3 separate regions of the Gossypium hirsutum genome follow, and regions 1 and 2 are each linked to region 3. The links are chromatin contacts, called in public Hi-C maps. All regions are on one chromosome and are shown on one strand. The core of a region is the stretch at or near the end of the contact, and the rest is flanking DNA. Distances in the headings are between cores, read along the strand shown. Region 1 has its middle 66 kb from the start of LOC121204976. Region 2 holds the start of LOC107915056 (probable alpha,alpha-trehalose-phosphate synthase [UDP-forming] 11). Region 3 holds the start of LOC107920117 (tRNA (adenine(37)-N6)-methyltransferase).

Region 1 (3,674 bases), core at 253-2,752, 420 kb after region 3:
ATTATAATTATAATTATAATTATAATTATAATTTATAAATTTATTTAAACCTCATATATTTATTTATTAATATATAAATTGTAATAAAAATAAAATTTATCATAATTTTATGAAAATTAAAATTAAATAATATTAAAAGAACTAAACTCGTTTAAATATATATATAACAAGTATAATTTAATAAATATATTTAAAATAATCTTAAATTTCGTTAGTCAAACAACTCAATTTTATATTCTAACTAAATGAAGTAAATAAAATGATACAGCATACCAGCATCCCCCCCCCATAATTTTAGATTTCCTAAACCAAATATCATCTAATAACTAACTTGATAATGGGTCGGGTCGAGCCGGACTCGTTCAAAATGTGGGAGGGTTTGAGCAAAAATATAGATCTGAAAAATGAGTTTAGACAAGAAAAAAATAAGGCCCATTTAAACGCCTGAGTCTGGTCCGACCCGACCCAAATCTACTAAATGACAAAAAAATTTACTTTTTTAATATTATTTTCTTAATTTTCTCCCTATTTTACTATCATTTTACCATTATATTGTTACTATTTTGTTGTTATTGTATGGATATTGTATAAAATTTATTCTATTATTAATTTTGTTATTATTTTAAAGGCATTTGATAATTTTGTTATTATTTTAGAGACATTTGCTTGTTAAGTTGCATCTAGCTTAGTATTATTTAGGTAGATATATTTTTTAAAATTTATTTTCAATTTGTTGAGAAATATTTATTTTGATATTTTTAGTATTTTTGATGTATTGTATATTTTTTAAAATTATATAAAAAAATAATACAAAATTTAATATGAGTGGACTGAATCGGACCCAGATTTTAACATTTTTATCCGAGTCGAGCTTGAACAAAATTTTAGACTATTTTTTAGACCTAATTATGCTCGAACCTAATAAACGGGTCTAAATTTTTAGTTGAGCACTGCCAGGCCATGCTCACTTTTTTTGTATTTGTTGATTCCAACATAAATAATTTATAGTAGTGGTACAAAGGTTGAAATCACGTGATATCCTCAACATTGAAGGTAATAATTATTTTGTAGGGGAAATTCATCCAAATTACATGGCAGAGGAAAAAGTTAATGAAACTTTGAATTAGCATAAATAACGCGTAGTTGTGAAAACAGAAAAAAGAGTCGTAATGGGTGGGTAATAGGCCAAGTCCAAGGTGATAGACCTTTGAAATTGGTGGTGGACCCCTTTCACCCCAGCTGCATCTCTTTGAATTTTCAAATTATGTTCTACCCTTATATTTTATAATTTTGCATATATCGGGATTAAAAATAAAATAGTAATATTAATAATTTAATTACATTCTTATATGGTGTTTAAAAGATAAATGAGTTAACCTAACAACCTTATCTCAACCTCTTTTGAACGTTATTTATTTGAATACAAAAGCAGAGGATGCCAAGTTTCCAAAGAATCTTTGATCCTTCACGTAACTTTGGTCAAAGTGTTGGAACCAATCAGTTGACGACAAGCTGGAAAGTTTGACGGGCTCTTCTGTCATTGGTTTTGTTTTGTTTTGTTTCTCATGCTTTTCCTATGTAAATACGCGACTAAAGTTTTTTTAAAATAATCTAACCTTTAAGGATATTATGATCTAGTACGAAAATGACCTGAGCCCACCCAAGATTTTTCATGAGAAAAGGATTAGAGAGAGATGTTATAGTATTTTGGTTGGTTAAGTCCTTTGCCCACGTTTTCGGCTGGTTTTCAAAGAGTTGTGAAGAGAATGAGTCTTTCTTTCACATCAACTTTGCTTTTCTTAATTCTATTTAGACTTTGTTTCCAATATACTCACAATAACATTTTTTTTATTATTAATTTCACTTGTCGAAATTCCACCTATTAATATAGCATAATATTCTTCTTCTTTTTTTTTAATTTTTTTTGAAATATTGAGTTTTATGTCTTTTCCTAGGAAGCTGCCTACTGCTTGAACAATGTCAAACTCTTACCAATTGTTTGAATCTTAGGAAACATGATGAAAAATTAAAATACAAAGGAAACACTGTTTTCTTATATCTCAAGTATTTCGATAATTGAATCAGAAACGAATATTGAGAGTTTAATACATATAAATCTATTAAAACAGTTGAGATCATTTTTCTTTCCATTTCACCCTTATGGTGAATAAAATGCTTTGGAATGACCGAATTTTAAATGTTTGGCGCATCCAGGTAGCAAAGTAGACGAACCTTTTCTCTTTTGAGGTTTGGTATTGAATCAACTACTTTATTTTCGGCACCAATCATTTGAAGCTAGCTTGATAATCGAATACCCTGAATGGAGTCTCATCAATGTCCGAAATTACATCCATTTAAAGTTGGAAGAAAAAGGTAAAGCCTCTTCTCCCCTCCCCTAAATGCAGATGTCATTTTATAGTGAACAATGTTGGGGTTACACCCATCCTTATGTTTACTTGAATCGGACTCTCATATAAAGTGATGGATGTTACTTAAAATTAGACTTGTTCTAATTGCTGGTCATATTGGCATGCATTCAATGAAAGGCCCAAAGATCCAATTCCATCGACTGACCCAAGAGACCAGTTAAATCAATTCAACCTTCTTTTTTTTTTTTAACTGCAAAAGCTCAAGTGGTCCAGATGAGTTAAAAAGTTATACATTCATGTAACGTAACTTCAGCATTCGGCTGATTTATCCCATGGACCGTCCTATCAGATCTTCATGTTTTATTTTGAATTAAAACTGTGTCAAATTGGACAAAATCGCCATTTCAACCAGATAAAGTAGTAACAAATTGCAGAGTCAGCACAGCATCTTGATCCATCGCCGCCTACTCCTGCCCTGCCCTACTGCCTAACACTATACACCTTTTTCTTGTGAATCAGTTAGTGCTTTGTCTGAAAACACATTAAAGTCTTAACAATTAAAACAAGGAGAAAACTCAAAGCACACCACTTGTTTACTTCACATTGACAAATTACTCTACTAATTAAATAGCTTATTAACAATGCAAAGTAGGGTCCAAAGGGAGTGTTAATGAGCTATTTAATGAAAGTGAATTTGCAGTCTTAATAAGCTATTTAATTAATAGACTAGTTTGTCAATGTGCAAATAAACAAGTGGTTTGTTTTTGAGTTTTGTCTTTTTTAAAAAAAATAGAAATAAATAAACCTTGCTCAGCAGCCCAAGTTTTTAGATCACATTTTTCCAGGCCCACCTTTGTTGGTAAGAGAGGTTTGAGCCATTATTGGATCAAATTGCCTTGACCCACCAGCCTGAATCATTTTATATATTTATTATCTGCACGTCGTTGCCTTACTAGCTTGCAAGCCTATTTTACTCGTTCATATAATGCCCAATGGGCTTCATACAAGTAATACACACAAAATTTTGGAATCAAACACCTAATTTGTATTGCTTTTTATATGCATTGTGTCAACCCCGATACATTTCTCATACGAAATGGAGTTTTAAAATTACTTTTGTTAAAAAAAAACTAGATTATTTTTTTTAGAGAATTTTAGTTAAGTTTATTTATTTATTTATTATCTTTTAAGTAGTCTCAACTACATAACTAATCATATCTAAAAAGAAAAATAATTTAGACAACCTTTTTTGTGTCAAGCAAACAAGTTAAACAAATACAATTATTTGCATCATTTTATATATTT
Region 2 (3,383 bases), core at 264-2,763, 260 kb after region 3:
AGTTGTTGCACATCCCGGCCTAAACTCCTCGCCGGGTTTGTAATCTGTACTAACACCACTTTGCCCCTCAATTCCTGATTCGTTTCCAAAAGCTCCCCCATGGCTGAAAATTTCTGAGGAATTCCCTTAAACAAGTCCAAATCATCGACGCCAACCATCATAATTTTCCCCTCATACTTGTGCTTCAGCTCCTTAGCCATCCTAAGGGTGCTTTCCTCGGACATCATAGATTCAAGTTGCCCCATATGAATCCCAGCAGGCAAAATCTTAATAGTCACAGTCCTCCCATAATATTCTAATGCAATGTGACCCCTGTTGGACTCAGAATGCAAGCCCAAAATCCTTCGACAAGAAGACAAGAAATGCCTAGCGTAATCGAATGTATGGAAGCCAATCAAATCGCAATTTAGCAAAGCTCTAAGAATTTCATCTCTAACAGGTAAAGTTTTATACATATCAGATGAAGGAAATGGACTGTGCAGAAAAAAGCCAAGCTTTACCCTATTAGACCGTCTCCTCAAGAAAGTAGGTAAAGCCATAAGATGATAATCATGCACCCAAACATGATCTTCATCTTCATCATCTCTATCCGTTACTTCCAGAACTTTATCAGCAAATATTCTATTAGCGGACACGTAAGCTATCCACTGTGAACGATCGAAACGTCCCCCATCGTTCCCCGTCATGGGCATCATGTAATGAAACAAAGGCCATAGATAGTGTTTACAAAAGCCATGATAAAACTCGTTCCGCATATCCACGGGCAGAAATATGGTTTCGCAACTGAACTTGTCGTGCAGAACTTGAGCCACCTCCTCTTGATCCGCTGTGTCTACATCAGCTTTCAACGTCCCAACGTATCGCACCTCTGTATCAGGAGGGAAAGCGTCTCTCAGCAGAGAAAGGAGATCATTCTCGTCAAATTCAAAGCACCATTCATTGGAGACCGAGTCCCTCCACGCACGTAAAGGCAACTGGTTGGAAACGATAATAACCCTTTTCCGTGGCATAGCTTGCTGATCTTCTCCGAAATCAGATATGACTCCTGATACCTTCATGACTCGAGGGATCCGATTCATGACTCGAAAATCATCGGTAGACAATAAATTTAATTGGTCTAAGCAACAACTAGAAACCATGTTTCAAGCGAAGAAACCCAACTCCGTATGTGAAATTCTATACAAACATAGAAAACGGAAGAAGAAGAAGAAGAAGAAGAAAAGGAATCAAAGAACCAATACAGGGGTATTCAAAAAATCAATGAAGAAGGGAGTTTAATTCTTTGGTGTTGTTTTCTTTCTATACGTTCTTTGAGAAGGGGAGGATGCAGCTTTAGGGTTCTGTTAAAAGGCATTTACAGAAGAGCATTATTACAAAGAAATATGAATCTTGGCAGTGATTTAAATCAAGGATATGGATACACATTCCATAAAGGAACCCAAGAAACGGAGAAAAAAAGAGAGAGAAAGAGCTCTTAAGCAAGGAAAGAAGCAGGCTGAGGATAAGAACGAAAAGAGTGAGAGAAAGAGAGAAAATATTATATATGTGCGTGAGTACGTCAAGGCATTGTTCCAACGGTCCTGATTCAATGCGTCTACACCACTGTCTTCTGAACTTGGGTACATCAGGTTCTCTTGTCACTGTAACCGACTCTTTCTGTCCGATCCACTGTTCGCCCGCGGTTACTTTTATTTTACTACTTCATAATTTTGTTCTTGGCCTTTAAAAATTTTTAAAGTTACAAAAAATAAAAGCAATAATAAATGAGAGATTGGGGATAAGTAAGACTAAGATTTAAGTATTTTTAATGTGATTTTGGATTAGTGCTTATCGAATCACTAATGGTGCGATTAAATATTTAATCATTGACATTAAATGTTAGCTAGCATTTCTTTTATTATGCTAAGGGTTGTATTAACTAAGCTATTCAAGTTATTTATAAAAAAAATGATAAAAGCAATGATATAGAAATCAAAATACTTAATATATTTTTATTTTATTTTTAATACATTAAGTAACATATTCTTTTGCAGTAATTGTAAGCGTGCTAACAAAATTTGTATACATTGGTAAAATCACAAAAAACAGAAAGGTTACTTATGATTTGAGAATTAAAACAGCATTAGTATTATATGCATCATTTATTAAGAAATATTTTGGATTAGGTTAACACCTTCATTCTGCCATTAATCAAGGTGCTGATTTTTTGGAGCACAAGGGACAATTATGTATTACTTTTTTATATTTTACACTCTTAAATAGCGATAGCCAAATAGAAAGGAAGGTTTTTTTTTTTAAATTTCGAAAAGTAGCACGTCAAAAAAACAAAATCAGAAAGAAACGTGTCCGAAATCGCTACACAGATTTACTCGGTCATGAATTTTCACATCGCTGGCACGTGTAAAGATTTCAACTATAGACGCCTATCCATCAGACTCTGTTCTGTGTCAAAGGACTTCTCTTTTTCTTTTGGATTTTTTTAAAATATTTTATTTTAGTTTTTATAGATGGAGTAAACATATATTCTATTTTTATTTTTATTTTATTTTCATTATCCGTGACGGAGGTTCAGGGAAAAATACTTGAACGAAGTTGTTTTTTTATTTATTATTAATTAAATTTCACGTGCAATAAATTAAAGGGAGGTAGAGATTGCCATGTGGAATTATTTTAGTGGAAATGTGGCGTGTTTGGGTTGTTAAACGAAGCCAAAGTCACGGACGTGTCTTCGTCTGATGACGTGGCAGATTCGCGTATCTTCGGAGTTAGTGTTGTCAACCACTTATGAGCTGCCACGTCACTCACCAACTTAGGACATTTCTTTCCTTCAAAAATTGTTGTAAGGTTTCATAGTGATAATGGATGGGATGGGCTTAGGTTATGTAATGCCTTTCCAACAAAATCCATAATTTATTGTTTTTCATGTACATATTCATAATTTTATCGCATAATCATATTTAGTATTTTAATTAAAATTTTATTTTAATATTATATATATATTTTTAAAATTTTAGTCTACATTTTTTGTTAAATCATTCTAAAATATATAAAAAAATTTATATATTATAACTTTGCTCGCATAACATACACGTGAAAACGTCATCATTAATTTTCAAAAAAATTTATAATTTATATTAAAAATTATAAAATATATCTAATATTTTTAAATTTAAAAAAATAATTAATTGCTAACTTGGTATTCACATAGATTACGCATCAACCAAGTTAACAAACGTTTATTTTTCATTCATTTTGGGATAATTTGACAAACAACGCAAGTTTAACTATTAAAAAATAAAAAATTAAATAAATAGCTAAAATAATTTTTTTACTAAAATTGAAAGGCCAAATAAATTATTATGCCATAATTTTATTGTGTTTCT
Region 3 (3,505 bases), core at 78-2,577:
AGAGCCATTGGAATATATTTATGAAAGATCCTCCTTTTAGTGTTGATAACAAAACTTCCATTAGATATATTGAAGGAAAAATCATAGGTAAACATGTTGTTACAACAATAACACATTTGTACATGACTCCATACCTTTGCTACAGTGAGTCCTATAGGACACAGTCGATGTGGAGATCGTGTAGCAAAAACTCCCATCCTTCCTCCTTTCAATCTTGGAACTCTGACCTATTAAAGTGACCAACCTTCCATAGAAGTCTAAAGATGATAAGAAAGTTTCATAAAAGATAGAAACGAATATATATGTATCATTATTATAGTTCCACAAACCTTGGCCTTAAACTTTGATTTAGATGGATGCTTCCATAACTTTTCCAGATCTGTATTCAAATGAAATACATATATAATCCAGCAATGAGAGTATTCTTCGAGACCCTCAAGTGATGCTGGAGGCATTCTAGTTGAATCAAAAACCAAAGATGCCCTAGCAAGAGGGACAAGTAGAGGCTGCCTACGGGTTCCATTCCTACATAAATTTTACAAGCAATTGGAACCATCCTTAAGTAGCAAAGATAAATTAGTAGTAAGCTTCAATCTGATTATTTACCAAGGCAAGCGTTATTATTGCATAGCTTCTATTAACAGAATAAAAAATTTTATTTACCCAATCAGTCATTAATTTTTTTTTAAACGAAGCACCATCTGGAAATCACCTCGTAGAAAAACAAGATTGAACGATACCAATAGGTGCCATTGGATACGATGGTATGTCTAAATTCTCAGACTTGGCTTGTGGTTGAGCGACTACTGCTTTCCTCAATGCCTACAAATTTGGATTTTTTCTTACAAATAAATAACAAAACCAAAAGAAAAATAACAGTCATCATAAAGAATAAAAACAATAAAAGAGAGAAGGAAGAACCTGTTGAGCCCTAATCCGACCTTGTCTTTCAGAAGCACACTTTTCCAAAGCAGAATTGAGGGATTTTTTAAGCTCTTTCAACTTTGAATCCCATTCTATCAAATTTTTCCTCCATATATAAACTGAAAGAAAGAAGATCAACATCCACCATTGCTACAAATTAAATAAAAAGAATAAAAAGGGGGTGAAGAGAGATGTACAGGAGATAGCTGAAGAAGCAGAAAACAGAGAAGCAAGTGCCAATGCTAAGATGGAGTATCGGGTAGAGGACATGGGTTTTGTGTAATTAGTGCTTGTAGTATTTCTTCTTCTGCTCTTTCATCCAAGTTTAGCTAGCTGCAGTTGGGTTGAGTAGGGTTTTAGCTTAGGAACAAACAAGTTTGAAGTTTCTTCTACTTTATTTATTTTTTTTAATTTTGGGTTGGCACTTGGGAAATGAGATGGTATGGCATGGATTCTTAAATTGGATCAAACAGAGAACGGCTGTAAGCCCGAAAATAATGATCCAAGGCCCTTGTTGCTTATGTTCCCTTGGCCATGGCTAGCCCGAAACTGTTACTACAATCCAATTTAGACTGTGTTAAGTGGCAAAGGTCCATGCTTGGGAAATTTACAGAAACAAATTTACAGAAACAATACTAAAATAATCATTTATTACTTAAATATATTTTGAAATAGTAAAAAATAATTTGGGTTTCCAATTGATGCTGATTTCGTCATTAGTAAACTTAAAATTTTCTTTTTAATATTAAAAAAGTAAAATTTTAAAATTATAATTTTAAAAAATAAAAAATTATGAAAATAGAAACTTTTTAAAATTATTTTTTTAAAATTAAATATAAAAAATTTTAAAATTCAATATTATCTAAACCAAATTAGACTAGAAATTGGTTGGGGTATTGGTCAAATAAAAGGTAAAAAATTAGTTGACTTGCTGATTTTTTATTCAACCAGTTCGGTTTTTATAACAATGAATTTTGAATTTTTTTATATTTTTAAAACATATTACTTTTGAATTCTAAAGAATTTTTCATTTTTCATTTTAAAAAATATAATTTTAAACTTTTATGTTTTTTAAAATATGAAAAAATAAATAAATTTTAAAATATTTTAAATACTTTTAAAGGGTATGGACCAAATTAATAGAAAAATATTGTAAATGTTTAAGGCTAAAAAAGTTTAAAAATTTTAAAAATTGGTTGACCCATGAACTAGTACGGATTGTTTAACCCCGGGCTAAAAAATCATTTGAACTAATAGTTGAATTGATTTATATAATTTTGTAATTTTTATTTTTTTTATAATTTATTTGCTTTGAAACGATTAGACCAGTGATTATGGGAACCAATTGGTCAGACCAGTTTAAAATTGGTTCAACTATTAATTCAATCAATTTTTTTAACTCGCTTCGATACATCAACCAATTTTTTATTCAACTAATTTAGTCTGGATTAAATAACATTAAATTTTAGAATTTTTTCATATTTTATTTAATTTTTTAAAATTTTAAAGGCTTTTTTTTCATAATTTTTTTATTTTTAATTAAGTCAGTTTGGTCATTGAGAAACTCAAATTATTATTTTTATTATTAAAACATATTACTTAGATAAATAAAAGTAAATCTATATTAATTGAGAGATAAATTATTATTTTAATATTATTTCTGTAAATTTCTCGTCCATACGTTTAAGAGATATACTATAGCCATAATATATAATTTAATATCCAAACATAATTTTTCTTAGTTTGATACATATATATTTTCTTTATCAAAGTGGTAGTTAAAGTTTCACATATTATTCCAATAATTTAGCACCGTTAAAAATTTTTAAGACGGTATCTTACGCTAGTAAATGAGTGATATGTAAATATTTGATAAAAATATTTAAGTATATAAAATATTAATGTTTTTTTTTTGTTTTAATATAGTCTAAAATAAAAAAATCAATTTATGATTTTGGGTCCTTAGTTTTTTTATTTTTTTGGTTAAATAGGCAATATATGCTGATTTTTTTAATTGGCCAAATAAATCGTTTTTTTTTTCAAGATTTAGGAAAATAGGTCGATTTCGGAGAGAAAGTGTGAAAGCATGTCCAGCTGGGCGCGCTTTTGTCACAGGCCGTAGTTCAAAGCCCGTGACCATCGCACCAAATCCATCCAATGGAGGTCTATTGTTTGGATGGGGATCACCCCGTAAGAATTGGTCTAATTCAGGAAGCTGTTGGAGAAGCCTATCATATTGAAGCTTGGTTGGCTCGATAATGAAGATACGACAACTTAAGCTAATTTGGTAACTAATCTTAGAAGATTGACAGAATCATATCTTGTAAAGATTAGATTAGATTTGATATGCCATATCTTGTAAATCCCTAAAATTAAGGGATATGGTTAATACCGTCCGTTAATGTAAATGTATCTTGACCGTCAGTTTTGGAAGAGCTCAACTATAAATTGAGAGCCTCCCCCTCATTTGTACTCACTCAATTCATTGTTGCATTATTCTTTGTGAATAAGAGAATATTGAGAGTATTTACTCAAACACTTGGTGTGCGCTCTTTCTGTTGTTCTTTGCAAGTTTCTTTTG

Evidence for each region. A called contact is a pair of places that touch in the nucleus more often than the background predicts.
Region 1: a contact with region 3 is called in a Hi-C map of leaf, with 5 times the contacts expected there. The contact joins the enhancer-like site here to the promoter of LOC107920117 in region 3. A contact is called at or near these places in 14 of 34 Hi-C or Micro-C datasets (anther, callus, hypocotyl and 2 more).
Region 2: a contact with region 3 is called in a Hi-C map of leaf, with 3 times the contacts expected there. The contact joins the promoter of LOC107915056 here to the promoter of LOC107920117 in region 3. A contact is called at or near these places in 5 of 34 Hi-C or Micro-C datasets (hypocotyl and leaf).

Annotation. Positions count from the first base shown.
Region 1 is chrA08:34,270,754-34,274,427 of Gossypium_hirsutum_v2.1, reverse strand. No RefSeq gene overlaps it. Among protein-coding and RNA genes, the nearest start is that of LOC121204976, 66 kb to the right of the region's middle. Within about 2 kb of position 1,502, at least 4 of the 9 cell types and tissues checked have an H3K27ac peak or open chromatin away from gene starts, as enhancers often do. A contact at or near this core is called in leaf, where this site is marked.
Region 2 is chrA08:34,429,297-34,432,679 of Gossypium_hirsutum_v2.1, reverse strand. It overlaps LOC107915056 (probable alpha,alpha-trehalose-phosphate synthase [UDP-forming] 11), which reads right to left and starts at 1,513. Exons shown (of 3, transcript XM_016844164.1): 1 at 1-1,513. The coding sequence starts at 1,139.
Region 3 is chrA08:34,692,056-34,695,560 of Gossypium_hirsutum_v2.1, reverse strand. It overlaps LOC107920117 (tRNA (adenine(37)-N6)-methyltransferase), which reads right to left and starts at 1,327. Exons shown (of 9, transcript XM_041074449.1): 1 at 1,122-1,327; 2 at 922-1,043; 3 at 741-822; 4 at 330-379; 5 at 135-227. The coding sequence starts at 1,194.